2 separate regions of the Hordeum vulgare genome follow, and region 1 is linked to region 2. A link is a contact called in public Hi-C data. All regions are on one chromosome and are shown on one strand. The core of a region is the stretch at or near the end of the contact, and the rest is flanking DNA. Distances in the headings are between cores, read along the strand shown.

Region 1 (6,506 bases), core at 2,370-4,869, 310 kb before region 2:
GATATAGACAAAGTAAACTCAACCAATATGAACGGACTCCATTGATTTATCCTTAGTGGCAGCAAAACAAAGATGCAACTTTTCCCCTTTCTGTTAGTGGTATGTAGGAACTCGATAGGCTGAGCCCACTACAACGCACACCTACCACTAAAGAAATATCAAACTACTTGGCCAAAGAAATTCAATAGATCAGATAGATTTACGAAGCTATGATCATCATGCAAATAAGAATCATAAAACTCAGAGAAGATTCAAATAATTTTCATGAATAATCTAAACATAAACCCACAATTCATTGGATCCCAACAAAGACACCATGCAAAAGAATTACATCAGATAGATCAAAGAAAAGATGTGATGATCATTGTATGAAAATCGAGAGAGAGAGAGAGAGAGAGAGAGAGAGAGAGAGAGAGAGAGAGAGATAGCCATCAAGATACTAACTATGGACCCATAGATCTATGGTGACCTAATCACACATCATCAAGCGGGCAGCAAGGTTGATGAACAGGCCCTCCATGATCAATCCCCCTCTGGGAGGGTGCCGGAACGGAGCTCCGTATGGGGTCATCATGGAACGGAGACTTGCAGCGGCGTAAAAACTGTTTGTAGATGATATTTAGGGTTTCTAGAATATTTGAGAATTTATAGGGTAGAAATCAGGTCAAGTGGGACCACAGGGGGCACCGAGGCATAAGGGTGCGGCCACCTCCCTAGGCACGCCATGTTGCCTTGGGAGCTCCTCGTGTGGCTTCAAGATTTGTGACGACCCCATTTTGATCGTAGTCTAGTCATACATGCAAATGCATACGACCAAGATTAGGGACTCACGAGAAGATATCACAACACAACTCTAGAGACAAATTAAAGTCACTCAAGCTTCATATTAAAAGCCACAGTCCTCGAGGGCTCCAATACAAACGAGTCGGCGAAAGCAATTAATATCTAAGTACAGACATAAGTAAACAAGTTTTGCCTTAAGAAGGCTAGCACAAACATAACATCGGATCGAAAAGCCAAGGCCTCCTACCTGGGAGCCTCCTAACTACTCCTGGGCATGAGTGGCCTCCATGTAGTAGTAGGCTCCATCGGGGTAGTAGTAGTCGTTAGCGGGATCAACTGGCTCCGGGCTCCGTCATCTGGTTGTGGCACTCATATCAAGAGGAAAAAGGGGAGCAAAGCAACGGTGATTAATCATCCAAAGTACTCGCAAGACTGACATGAGACCTATGCTAACTATGCATTGATTTCAAAGGGATGTGGCTATATCCTTGGACCGAACTAAAGAAATGCCAGAATAGAGGAGGAATACCTAGTCCTATTGAAGACTACCATCTTTAGGTTCCTGCAGCATTAGAAGAGTGTAGATCAGTAACACATATATAATAATTATGTTGCAACAAATTTTATTTAAAAACTCCTGGAGATCCTTCCTCGACTCACCGCGAGAAGGAAATCATGGAGCCAACATTTCAATTTTAATCACGCTTCTAGTTGTATTAGATCGGAATACAACTCCGAGAGTCCGTTACCATGGACATGTCTATTCGAATATATATACTTACCTGTAGGGGTGCACAAACTTACCCAACATGCTCGATTAACTCCGGTCGGACACACTTTCCTGGGTCATGCCTGGCCTCGGCTGATCGACACACAATAGTCCTACCTAGGCCCAACAGAGACGCCACACATTGGTCTACATCATAATCAGAAAGGGGTCATGGGCGAATCTCCCTTCACAATCCTGTGCATTGTGAGGATGGCCAGTGTCAGTCCTGGCACCTCTTTATACAAAGATTGTGCTTACGCACGCCCCCTTGGTGCGTGCCTCTGACTGTGACATCTGAAAAGCTTTCTGGCGAATGTACGATGTAGAGTGCCCATACTTATTCCCATGTGGTGGTTCGTGCGAAACAGGCTAGAGGCCTTCTCAGATCACATATCTAAGTCCATTAATGTTTTTGTTAACTGCGGTGACAATCAATGATCCACAATATGTGGTCCCATCGCCCCGTCTCGAGGACTTGTGGCAAGGGCCAAGAATGCCTGGCCATGCCTCGTCACAATCACGAGGGTATCCAGTTGTTCCGTAACTGTGGCGACAATCAAAGACCCACGATATGTGGTTTGGTCGCCCCGTCTCGAGGACTTGTGGCAAGGGACAAGAATGCCCGGCCAGGCCTCATCACAATCACGCGGGAATCCACGCGCTCCACTCATCTCATCATGTTCAAGGAGTAAAGTTAAAGTAACCATATGTCTATAACATCAAAGGAATCTGAGGTATCACCCTTGATGGATTCTAATCAACGTAACTGTCAAGGTGACTAGGGAGGAATCACCCTCGATGGTTCACGCTTGAGGTGTTGCACGACAGAGTCATTATCGGAAGTGGTGAAGGAGGAATCACTCTCCGTAATATACCTCTAGTTAAATGTACTAGAGAGTTAATATGAGGAGTACCTTATGAGGTATCACCCTCGATACTCGATAGTAGCTCTGCAGGGTCATACAACTGAGGGGTGTGAGGTGATATGATGGTTTGGCTCGTCGATCAAGATGATCGAGTCTTCAAGTCTTCAAGTCTTCGATGATGAAGCGGGGGAAATTCGAACACAGTGGGTTCACTATTAATCAACCTATATTAAGCATTTAATATGTAGTAGGGTACAACATCAGTTTAACAAAAATAAGTTATACATTAGAATAGGAGCTATCTACAACAGTAGGGAATTCCAATGCAAGCACGAGGGAGAAAGAATGGGTGATATCAGATGATCAAGGGGGTTTGCTTGCCTTGTTGCTCTGCTGGAAAAGTTTGATCGTTAGGGATGTAGTCGTACACTGCAGCAACTTCAGTCTTGGGTTCTATCTGAGAGAATAGGTGGAAGAAAATAACTAATAGCAAAAAATGGATAAAAATGCGTGACAGGGCAATATGAAGTGCTAGGGATGATCTAACGCAATGCTACATGTTACAGACGGAACGGGAAAATCTCTGTGATATTTCTTGGGTCTTTGGCTATTACCAGACATATGATCGTAATGCAAAATGTCCATGTTCCTCATGCTAGATGCATATGACACATGAACGGACAATGTATTCGGATTCGTTGGATTTTTCTGATCAACTTTCATATATAAAATATTTTCATTCGAGTTATAAATTATTTTATAAGATTTTTCAAAGTGTTAGTATTATTCTAAAATTAATTTTAGTTCAAAAATTAATTGGGAAAACTGCTAGGTACACCAGGTCGGGTGCACCGAGTGGTGCACCACAGGCTCACATGGGGTGCTAGTTGACTGCTCGGTCAGTAGTCAACTATGGACCAGTTCACTGGTCAAACTAGCCAGTGGGGCCTTTCTATCGGTGAGGGAGGGGTTAGTTAACGGATTTTAACTAATCTTAATTATACTAACTAACACGTGGGTTCGGGCTGTTAGTGATGGATTAATTAACCAAATCGTTTTAACTTAAACTAACTAAACCACTAACTATGTGGCCCCAAATGTTAGCGGGCCATTTGGCTTAGTTAAGCGTCTGACACAGGGGATCCACCTAGAAGCATCTCACCGACGTTTAAACACGGTGGCGTGATGGGGGTGAGCCTCGAGATGACAGCGAGGTTCGGGATATGTCCCCCGGCGACTGAAGTAGCGGCGGAGCACATGGATCGGAAGCGAGGGCTCGCACACGTCTAATGGGATAAGTGGTAGGAGCTCGGGGTGTGTGCTCGTCGGTCGCGGCGGCTGCCAGAGTTCGGACTCCGAGCAAAACGCGCCCTGGGGCTCGGCCTCGACTAGGGATGGTTCAGGCGGCTCCGCGGGGAAGCCTGAGCAAACACACGGGCTCAGCTGGCCCTGGGACGACCAGCTGCCATGACAGTGAGCTCTAATGTGACAGCGAGCTCTCAGCCGGAGCAAAACAAACACGGCAAGGATGCTACGACTATTAATCCAGAGCGGGCACAGAGGGGAATATAGGCGGCATAATCGTGATCCTATAGGTGGGAAAACTGGGCTCAATGGGCGGTCGAGGTTGCCAAAATTTGTGACGACGTGCGGCAGTGACGCAAGGAAGAAGACGAAGGGGTGCTCATTGTGGAGACATGGGCTTGTCCTCGTTGCCGTAGTCGACGTAGTGACGATGGTGGGGCTCACAGACGCGGTATTAGGGTGCATGGTAGACAGAGAGTGTGCGGTCGATGGCACCCATGGCGGCAGTGGTTCAGCTAAGCGTGAAGAGGAATAAATCAAAGGAGGCAACGGGGTGAAAGGTTTAGGGTTTCGCGAGGGAGGTGTGAAGCGCATTTGTAGCTTACGGGGGGGCGGGGATGGCCGGCATGTGGAGATACACGCGTGTGCGGCCGAGCGCGAGCCACGCCATGGCTCAGCGTCCTCCTCTGGCGGGAGGTGAAAGAAAGGTCGGCCAGGCTGGGTTGGGCCAACAGTGTGCGTGTACACGTAGTCTAGGAGTACATCCCTCCCATTTTTCCTTTTCTTTTAGATTCTTCTTAAATAGTTTCTGATTTCATTTACTTCCAACACCAAAATACTTATGTAAAAATATGGTGTTTGGCCCAACAATTACTTTGCAATATTAGGCAGTGCCACAAGAAGATTTGGGGTCATTTGGAAGTGCGTTATATCGACTAGAGGGGGGTGAATAGGAGATTTTTAGAATTTCATCACTGGGGAAATTCCTTTTGAGGAAATTCCTCACTGATGACTAACTTGCTGCGGAAACAACAAAGGATCAGGAGTGCAAAGTTTCACTACAGCAGTTTTCAAGGTAACGAACATGAAAAGCTATTTGCACAGTATGCAGGCACAGGGGAAAAATAGGTGAGGAATAACTCGCGTGAAGAATTTAGGGTTGAGGAATTTCAGAGAAAGTCTTCAACAAATTCTTCAAATAGTGACAATGAAAATCTTCAACACACAATGTGAGGAATTGAAAGAGTTGAAGAAATAGAACCCGTTTCACAGTGAAGACAGTGGTTGATGACCCAGTTCCAACTGCTATGACAATTGTACATCTGGTTTGGAGCGGCTTGGTATTAAAACCAAAAGAGACACAGTCCCGGGACACACAGTCCCTACCGTATTCTCCTTGAGCTAAGAACACACAGTCCTCGCCCAACACTCGTGGTAAGTCTTCAGGGCAGACTTCCAAACCCTCACAAACTAGGTCACCTGGCGATCCACAATTGATTGCTGGATTGCTCTAGACCATGACGCCTAACCATCCGGAGGATGCACAGTCCTGAAAGGTAAAAGGCTTCAGTCCCACACAGGAACAACTTCTTCAGTGATGCTCAATCACTTGGTTTGTGGTTTGGTGTTTGGGGTATTTCCTCACTGATGAATTACTCTCGAACACTTTGAGGAATTTGGGTTGCTCATATGACAAGTGTCAGTTTCTAACGGAGCAGCCAACCAGCTAATGGTTGTGGGGGGGGGGGGGCGGCTATTTATAGCCTGGGAGCATCCCGACATGATTCCACATTAATGCCCTTAAATAATATGACCGTTGGTGTGGATAAGATAAATGATGTGGCACGAATTGCGGTAACGGTCGGGACCCTCAACTGTGAGAGTCCTCATGTCTCTCATATTCCTCACTTGAGGCTTTTGGTAGGATTAGGCTTGGGTTGAGCATCATGAGGAAATTCATTCTAACGTGTTACTTTGACCCCCTTTAATAGTACGGTGTTCCTATGACTCAACAGTGAAGAAAATAAAACAGACACAATAAATCTTCATGCTTCAAAGCTTTCAGATTGATTTTCTTCAGAACACACCGAATTCCTCATCTTCAATATCTTCATGAGGAATATCACTTTCATCGCAATTTCTTCGCGATTCAATGCTTCTGCTTCAGACCAATTTCTTCAACTGAAGATATACATTTTTAGGGGTCGATATTCATCGAATATTTCAAACTCCTCAACGACTTATAGATCCTGTGTACACTCATGAACACATTAGATACCTAACCTATGAGTCTTCAAACTACCAAAATCACTAAGGGGCACTAGATGCACTTACATCATTTCAAAATGTTTGGAAAAACTTATAAATAAAAAGAGGATTTAGTAATTGATTTGTCATGTGCAAAACTGTTTTAGAGGCACTAAAATACTTGACAATAAGTTGGTTACAATTTTATAATTGCTTAGGGAATATTTAAAACCCAACCATGATTTTTGTTTACAGGTTTACAAAAATATTTAAACCACTTATTAAAAGAAATTTGAAAATCAATAGGAATTTTTGAATAGATATATGATTCCATTGTGATCAAATATTGTTTAGCAAAATAGATCAGCTCAATCTTGTGATCATTGTAGCTTGATTACATGAATTAGTCTAGCTATTAACCATCGGGTGTTACAAGTTTCCTCCCGAAGCTTCGAGATCTCCGTTTGGTCCAAAAAAAATCATAAAAAAGTTTCGTGGCAATTGGACTTCGTTTGGTAATTGAAACCTGAAAATCA
Region 2 (6,958 bases), core at 4,133-6,632:
TAGAGGCAATAATAAAGTGGTTACTATTATATTTCCTTGTTCAGGATAATCATTTATTACCCATGCTATAGTTGTATTGATTGGAAACTCAAATACATGTGTGGATACATAAACAACAAAGTGTCCCTAGTAAGCCTCTATTTGACTAGCTCATTGATCAAAGATGGTTAAGGTTTCCTAGCCATAGACACGAGTTGTCATTTGATAACGAGATCACATCATTAGGAGAATGATGTGATGGACAAGACCCAACTTTAAGCATAACATGTGATCGTATCATTAAGTTTATTGCTATTGCTTTGTGTATGTAAAAGCATTTGTTCGTAAGACCATGAGATCATGCGACTCACTCACACTGGAGGAATACCTTGTGTGTATCAAACGTCACAACGTAACTGGGTGATTATAAAGATGCTCTATAGGTATCTTCGAGGGTGTCTGTTAGGTTGGCATGGATTGAGACTTGGATTTGCCACTCCGTGTGACAAAGAGGTATCTCTAGGCTCACTCGGTAATACAACATCACAATAAGCTTGCAAGCAATGTGACTAAGGAGTTAATCACGGGTTCTTATATTACGGAACGAGTAAAGATACTTTCGGTGATGAGATTGAACTAGGTATGGAGATACGAACGATCGAATCTCGGGCAAGTAACATACCGATGGACAAAGGGAATTGTATACGGGATTGAGTGAATCCTTGACATTTGGTTCGACCGATATAGATCTTCGTAGAATATGTAGGAACCAATATGGGCATCCGGATCCCGCTACTGGTTATTGATCGTAGAGGTGTCTCGGTCATGCCTACATAGATCTCAAACCTGCAGGGTCTACACATTTAACGTTCGGTGGCGATATAGATACAGTTGAGTTATTATGTTGGTGACCGAAGGTTGTTCGGAGTCCGGGATGAGATCCCATACATGACGAGGAGCTTTAGAATGGTCCGGGGGTATAGATTGATATATGGGAAGTTGGTATTCGAGTTCCGAAAGAGTTTGAGAAAATTATCGATTTTGGGACGAAGGTTCCAGAAGTGTTCCGGGGTCCACCGGGAGGGTCCATGTGCCCCTGAGGGGCCCATGGGTTGTGAGAGGTGGCACACCAGCCCCTAGTGGGCTGGCCACCCCTCCCACATGAGGCCCATGCGACCAAGGAGTGGGATGGCCCACAGGTGGCTGCCGCCCCTCCTTCCTTGAGGGCCAAGGCAACCCTTGGTGGCCGCCGCCCTACCCTAGGGGAAACCCTAGGGCACCGACCTCCTTCTCCCTTCCCCTATATATATACTTGAGGAGAGGGAGGGCAACCACAACCAAGATCGACAACGCAACCCTCCTCTCTCTCTCTCTCTCTCTCTCTCTCTCTCTCTCTTAGTTCTTCTCCACCATCACGATTGTGGCAGCGCTTGGCGAAGCCTTGCCGAGATCGAACCATCATCACCGCCACCATAGTGTTGTGCTCCCAGATAACTCAACTACTACTTCACCTACACTCGCTGGATCGAGGTGGTGAAGATGTCATCGAGTTGTACGTGCGCTGAACGCGGAGGCGCCGTCCGTTTGGTACTTGATCAGGACGTTCATGATTGAATCGCGGGACGGATCGTGATTGGATCGCGAAGATGTTGGACTACATCAACCATGTTCCTTAACGCTTCCGCTTAGCGATCTACAAGAGTATGTAGATGCACTCCCCCTCTCATAGCTGTTGATCTCCATCGATTGATCTTGGGTGCTCGTAGGATTTTTTTGTTTCCCATGCAATGTTCCCCATGAGAAATCCTATTATATTGGGAAAACAAAAGCGAGCCACCACAAACACTTTTTCCTCCATTGCAAGTCTGTGTTCTGCCGGGATCCCATTTGCAGCCCTCTTCCGGTGCCCTACTGGAGGGGGATCAATCACGGAGGGCCTCTACATCAACCTTGTCGCTCCCATGGTGATGTGTGAGTAGTCTACACATACCTACAGGTCCATAGCTAGTACCTAGAAGTCTAACCCCCTCTCTATGTTCTTCAATACAAAGTTCACCATGATTCCCGCGGTGATCTACTCGATGTAATCTTCTTTGAAGTGTATTTGTTGGGATCCGATGAATTTTGGGTTTATGATCGGATTATTCATTGAAATATATTGAGTCTTTTGTTGTTTCTTGTATGCATGATTATTATAGCTTTGTATTTCTCTCCGATCTATCGATTTGGTTTGGCCAACTAGATTGACTTATCTTTAGTGGGAGTGTGCTACTTGTAAACTGTGATGGGATTTTCTTTGAAGAGGATGGAGATGCAACATAGTAAAGATAAGTACTTCCCTCGGTGAGAACCAAGGTTATTGAACCAATAAGAGGACCATGCAAACACCCATCTTCCGCGCCTACAAAAAAGCACACACTTGCATCCAACACGGGCAAGAGGGTTGTCAATCCCTTGAACTCGTTACTTGCAAGCAATAAGTACTGATAGATAGATAATATAAATGCAAAATAAAATAAAGTTAAATGGCAACAATATTTTTGGTGTTTTAAATATATTTGTGAAGACTCGGGGGCCATAATTTTCGCTAGAGGCTTCTCTCTCCTAGAAAGCATATGGTGGGTAAACAAATTACGATTGGGCGATTGATAGAAAGGCGCATATTTATGCAATATTTATTCATGGCAATGATCACACATATAGGCATCACGTTCGTAAGCAAGTAGATCGAGTCCTTCCTGCATCTACTAGTATTACTTCATTCATGGACCGCTATCCGACATGCATGTAGAGAATTAAGTAAAACAGAGTGATGCTTTAAGCAAGATGACATGATGTAGACAAAGTATACTCCGCTAGTATGAATAAACCCCGTCGTTTTATCCTTAATGGCAGCAATACAAATACATGTCATGTCCCTTTCTATCATTGGGACTGAGCACCGCAAGACTGAACCCATTACAACGCACCACTCTCGCTGAAGATAAATCAATCTAGTTGGCCAAACCAAACCGATAGATCAGAGAGAAATACGAAGCTATCACAATCATCCATATAAGAATTCAGAAATAACTCAAATACTTTTCATGAATAATCTGAACATAAACCCACAATTCATCTTATCCCAACAAACACACCGCAAAAGAGTGATTACATAAGATAGATCATTGTGGGTATCGCGTTGATCTTGGCAATGAAGAACATAGAGAGAGAGATAGCCATCTAGGTACTAACTACAGACTCGCAGGTCTGTGGTAAACTACTCACATATCATCACGGGAGCAACAAGGTTGATGTAGAGGCCCTCCGTGATTCATCCCCCCCGCAGGGCACCGGAACAGAGCTCCAGATGGGATCACCGTGGAACAGAGACTTGCGGCGACAGGAAAAATATTTTGAGTAGCTCTCTCGTGTTTTCCGCATGAAATAGGATTTATGGAGGCGGAGTTAGGGTTGGACGAGCTGGGAGGTGGCCCCAAGCCGTCAGGGTGTGGCCACCCCGTGGGCGCATTGTGTTGGCTTGGGGGCACCTCGTGTGTCCTCCGGTCTTCCTCCAAAACTTCCAGGTCTTATTTTGGTCCTAAAAAATCATCTAAAAGTTTCGTTGCGGTTGGACTTCGTTTGGCACTGTTTTCTTAAAAAGCCAAAAATACGCAGAAAATAGTAAGTGGCTTTGGGCACTGCTTAATTGGTTAGTGCTCAAAAATGATATAAAACATCATATAAATGCGTATAAAGCATCCAAGATTGATAATATAATAGCATGGAAGACGTATTAGAGTGGTGCGTTGTGATGAGTTCAATCTTGCGGTGCTCAATCCCAGTGACAGAAGGGGACATGACACGTATTTGTATTGCTGCAATTAAGGATAAAAAGATGGGGTTTATTTATATTAGTTGAGTTTACTTTGTCTGCAACATGTCACCTTGCTCCAAGCATTATTCTGTTTTTACTCAATACTCTAGATGCATGCTGGATAACAGTCGATGACTGGAGTAATAGTAGTAGATGCACGCAGGAGTGAGTCTACTTGCTTATGAACGTGATTGCACACACACACACACACACACACACACACACACACACATATATATATATATATCATTGTTGTGAAAAATACTTCATAACTATGCCCTTTTCTATCAATTGCACAACAATAATTTGTCTACCCACCATATGCTTTCTTCGAGAGAGAAGCCTCCAGCGAAAGTATGGCCTCGACCCTTCACAAGTCATATTAAAAAAACACTACAAATAATGCTGCTATGTACCTTCTATTGTTCTATTTTATATTTATATTATCTATTTATCACTATTTAATATTTACAACTAATGAGTTTAAAGGGCTTGACAACCCTCTTACCCGCGCTGAATGCAAATGTGTGCTCTTTTGTGTGTGGGTGGCGGAGACGGGAATTTGCATGATTCTCCTATTGGTTCGATAACCTCTGCTCTTACTGAGGGAAATACTTATCTCTATTGCGCTGCATCTCCTCTCCTCTTCGAGGAATAATGCCAACGTACTTTATAAGTAGCACCAGGTGCGTGCAGAAAACCGTTGAACACAATTTCACCCTCTTGGAGAAATCTATCTCTGATTGGACCACCAAGCTTGTCGGTATCACCGAGCGTCTTAACACTCAACCAGGGATCATAGATGTAGGAACCTAGAGCTTCAATATGGATAATAGTCAAGTCGTTAGCACCACATTGTCTCTCTTCTTCGAGGGGCTACCTACGGCGCTGGACGCCTATCACAAAGGGCGTGCATAGAAGTTTGTCGATGAAGTGAGGATTTTGGTTTGCAACGTGATCTCGAGGATGCTCTCCAAGGTCATGTATTACAACCCAGACGTTGACATGTTAAACATGTTCAAGAAGCTCTATGACAATCCTGAACTTGAGGCAGCCCGACAAGTTGTGACCCCTATCGTCGACAAGGTTGGTGAGAGATGCAATCAAGTAGAAGCCCCTTTCATAAGTGAAGCTTGATTATGCATTCTCACAGCCAACATGGGACATGTAAAGAAATAATTTATCTTTAATTAGGCATGTCTTGTCGCATGTACTCTCCCTTCGTTCCTAAATATAAGACCTTTTAGAGATTATACTATAAACTACATACAAATGTATATAGACATCTTTTAAAATATAGATTCATCCATTTTGCTTTGTATGTAGTCTATAGTGCAATCTTTAAAATGTTTTATATTTAGGAACGAAGGAAGTTTTTTTTATGTTGGATGAATGCATGCTTTTTTCCTTTTATAATTTTACGAGAAAGCTTCTGAGATGCCGATGTAGAAAAAGGAGGAGAAACGGTGGAGTGAAGGGGGTGTGTGTGTCTGTTGTGGGCCTTTGCTGGGCCATATAAATCGACGCACATCCGATAAGCGTGGGTGGTCGCTCCTTATCATCAACACGGTGCCGTGTAATTCGAGGCGACTAGCCCTAGCGAGAAGCGAGAGGGTGGGGCGGCGGCCAGCGGCTGGACCTGGGGCAAGGCAGCGAACACGGCGCGTGCACGAGTTGAGGTGGTAGTATTTCTTCGGTAGGTATTCCACTTTCATCATTGTAACATGGATCCTACGGAGCAGTAGTTATATTAATTTTAGCTAAGCCTGTGAATTGCTAGGATTTCGCATCTAGCTCTCTTCCCCGTGTTATCCACTCTGCGCGTCCCAAGGTTCTTCCTCGGTCCACCGCCGCTGGGCGGCCACGCCGTCGCCGAGGTGAGGCTTCCCCCGCCGCGCCCGCCGCTCGCTTCCGTCCCCGCGCCCTTCGCTCGTGGGGGGGCGATGACTCCCCGCGCGTTGGTTTCTCCGATTGTTTTCGGGGTTCATTGGGAACCTTATCCGGTTCCGTTTCCCCGGGTGGACGGATTTGTGGTTTGGGTTTGGTGGTTCCGTGGATCGATTGGTTGGTTGGTTGGCTAGTTCTAGGGGAAATTCTGCGAATCCTTTATTTACCCGGCGTGTCGGTGGATGCAGTCAGGTGCGCTATTTTGGTAGCTGCCGTGATGTGGATATATGTTGGCTTTGATTGGCACGTGTTGGCGCACGGCAGGGGCTGTCCGATTGAGGTGCTATTGTCGAGCGGATTTAGATGATATTCTTCTCTTGGTTGGAGCAGTCACGTGTGGATAATCCTGTGTTGAAGTTTGCTGGATACATGAAATTTATCAAGCTTAGTAAAAAACATTGTGCACGAATTTCTTATAGTACTATACTGCTGTTTGTTTTGTGGTCATTTGGTGTTGTTTCAATGATATGTGAATGGTTGGCGAATTCTTTTAACCTCGTATTTGAGCCACAGATGTGGGACTTACCATATGCCAAAGTTGCTGTGCAATCATTTTGTGATGTTTGCTGTTTGAGTAATGCTCTTTTCTTTGCAGGCACCTGTAAACCTGTGGTTTTTTGGTTAGTTCAATATGGAGGGGACTTTGGTTCAGTCTGCCATCGCTCCTACCGCCTACAGGAAGAGCTCTACACGGTTCTGTGTGCGCACAAGGGCCACAATGTTACGCAGTACACCAACGAGGACCCTTACTCTCGGGGGTTTTCAAGGACTGCGGCAAACAAATTTCCTGGATACAAGGTCCGTTATCAAACGTGACTTTGGCTCCATTGTAGCAAGCCAAATTTCACGACCACGTGGGTCAGGTTCAAGAATGGTGGTCAGGGCCATGTTCGAGCGCTTCACAGAGAAAGCAATCAAGGTGATTATGCTTGCACAGGAGGAAGCAAGACGCCTTGGCCACAACTTTGTTGGGACAGAACAGATTCTGCTTGGCCTTATTGGTGAGGGAACTGGAATTGCAGCAAAGGTTCTAAAGTCTATGGGGATCAGTCTTAAGGATGCCCGTGTGGAAGTTGAGAAGATTATTGGAAGAGGCAGTGGGTTTGTTGCCGTTGAAATTCCATTTACACCTCGTGCAAAACGTGTACTCGAATTGTCACTTGAAGAAGCTCGCCA

What was found. A called contact is a pair of places that touch in the nucleus more often than the background predicts.
Region 1: a Hi-C map of seedling shows a contact between it and region 2, with 2.5 times the contacts expected there. The contact joins the enhancer-like site here to the promoter of LOC123426575 in region 2. A contact is called at or near these places in 2 of 6 Hi-C or Micro-C datasets (leaf and seedling).

Annotation. Positions count from the first base shown.
Region 1 is chr2H:443,629,989-443,636,494 of MorexV3_pseudomolecules_assembly, reverse strand. No RefSeq gene overlaps it. Among protein-coding and RNA genes, the nearest start is that of LOC123426575, 320 kb to the right of the region's middle. Within about 2 kb of position 3,619, at least 2 of the 3 cell types and tissues checked have open chromatin away from gene starts, as enhancers often do. A contact at or near this core is called in leaf and seedling, where this site is marked.
Region 2 is chr2H:443,316,439-443,323,396 of MorexV3_pseudomolecules_assembly, reverse strand. LOC123426575 (chaperone protein ClpC1, chloroplastic) reads left to right here and starts at 5,382. Exons shown (of 11, transcript XM_045110436.1): 1 at 5,382-5,531; 2 at 5,616-5,712; 3 at 6,378-6,958. The coding sequence starts at 6,414.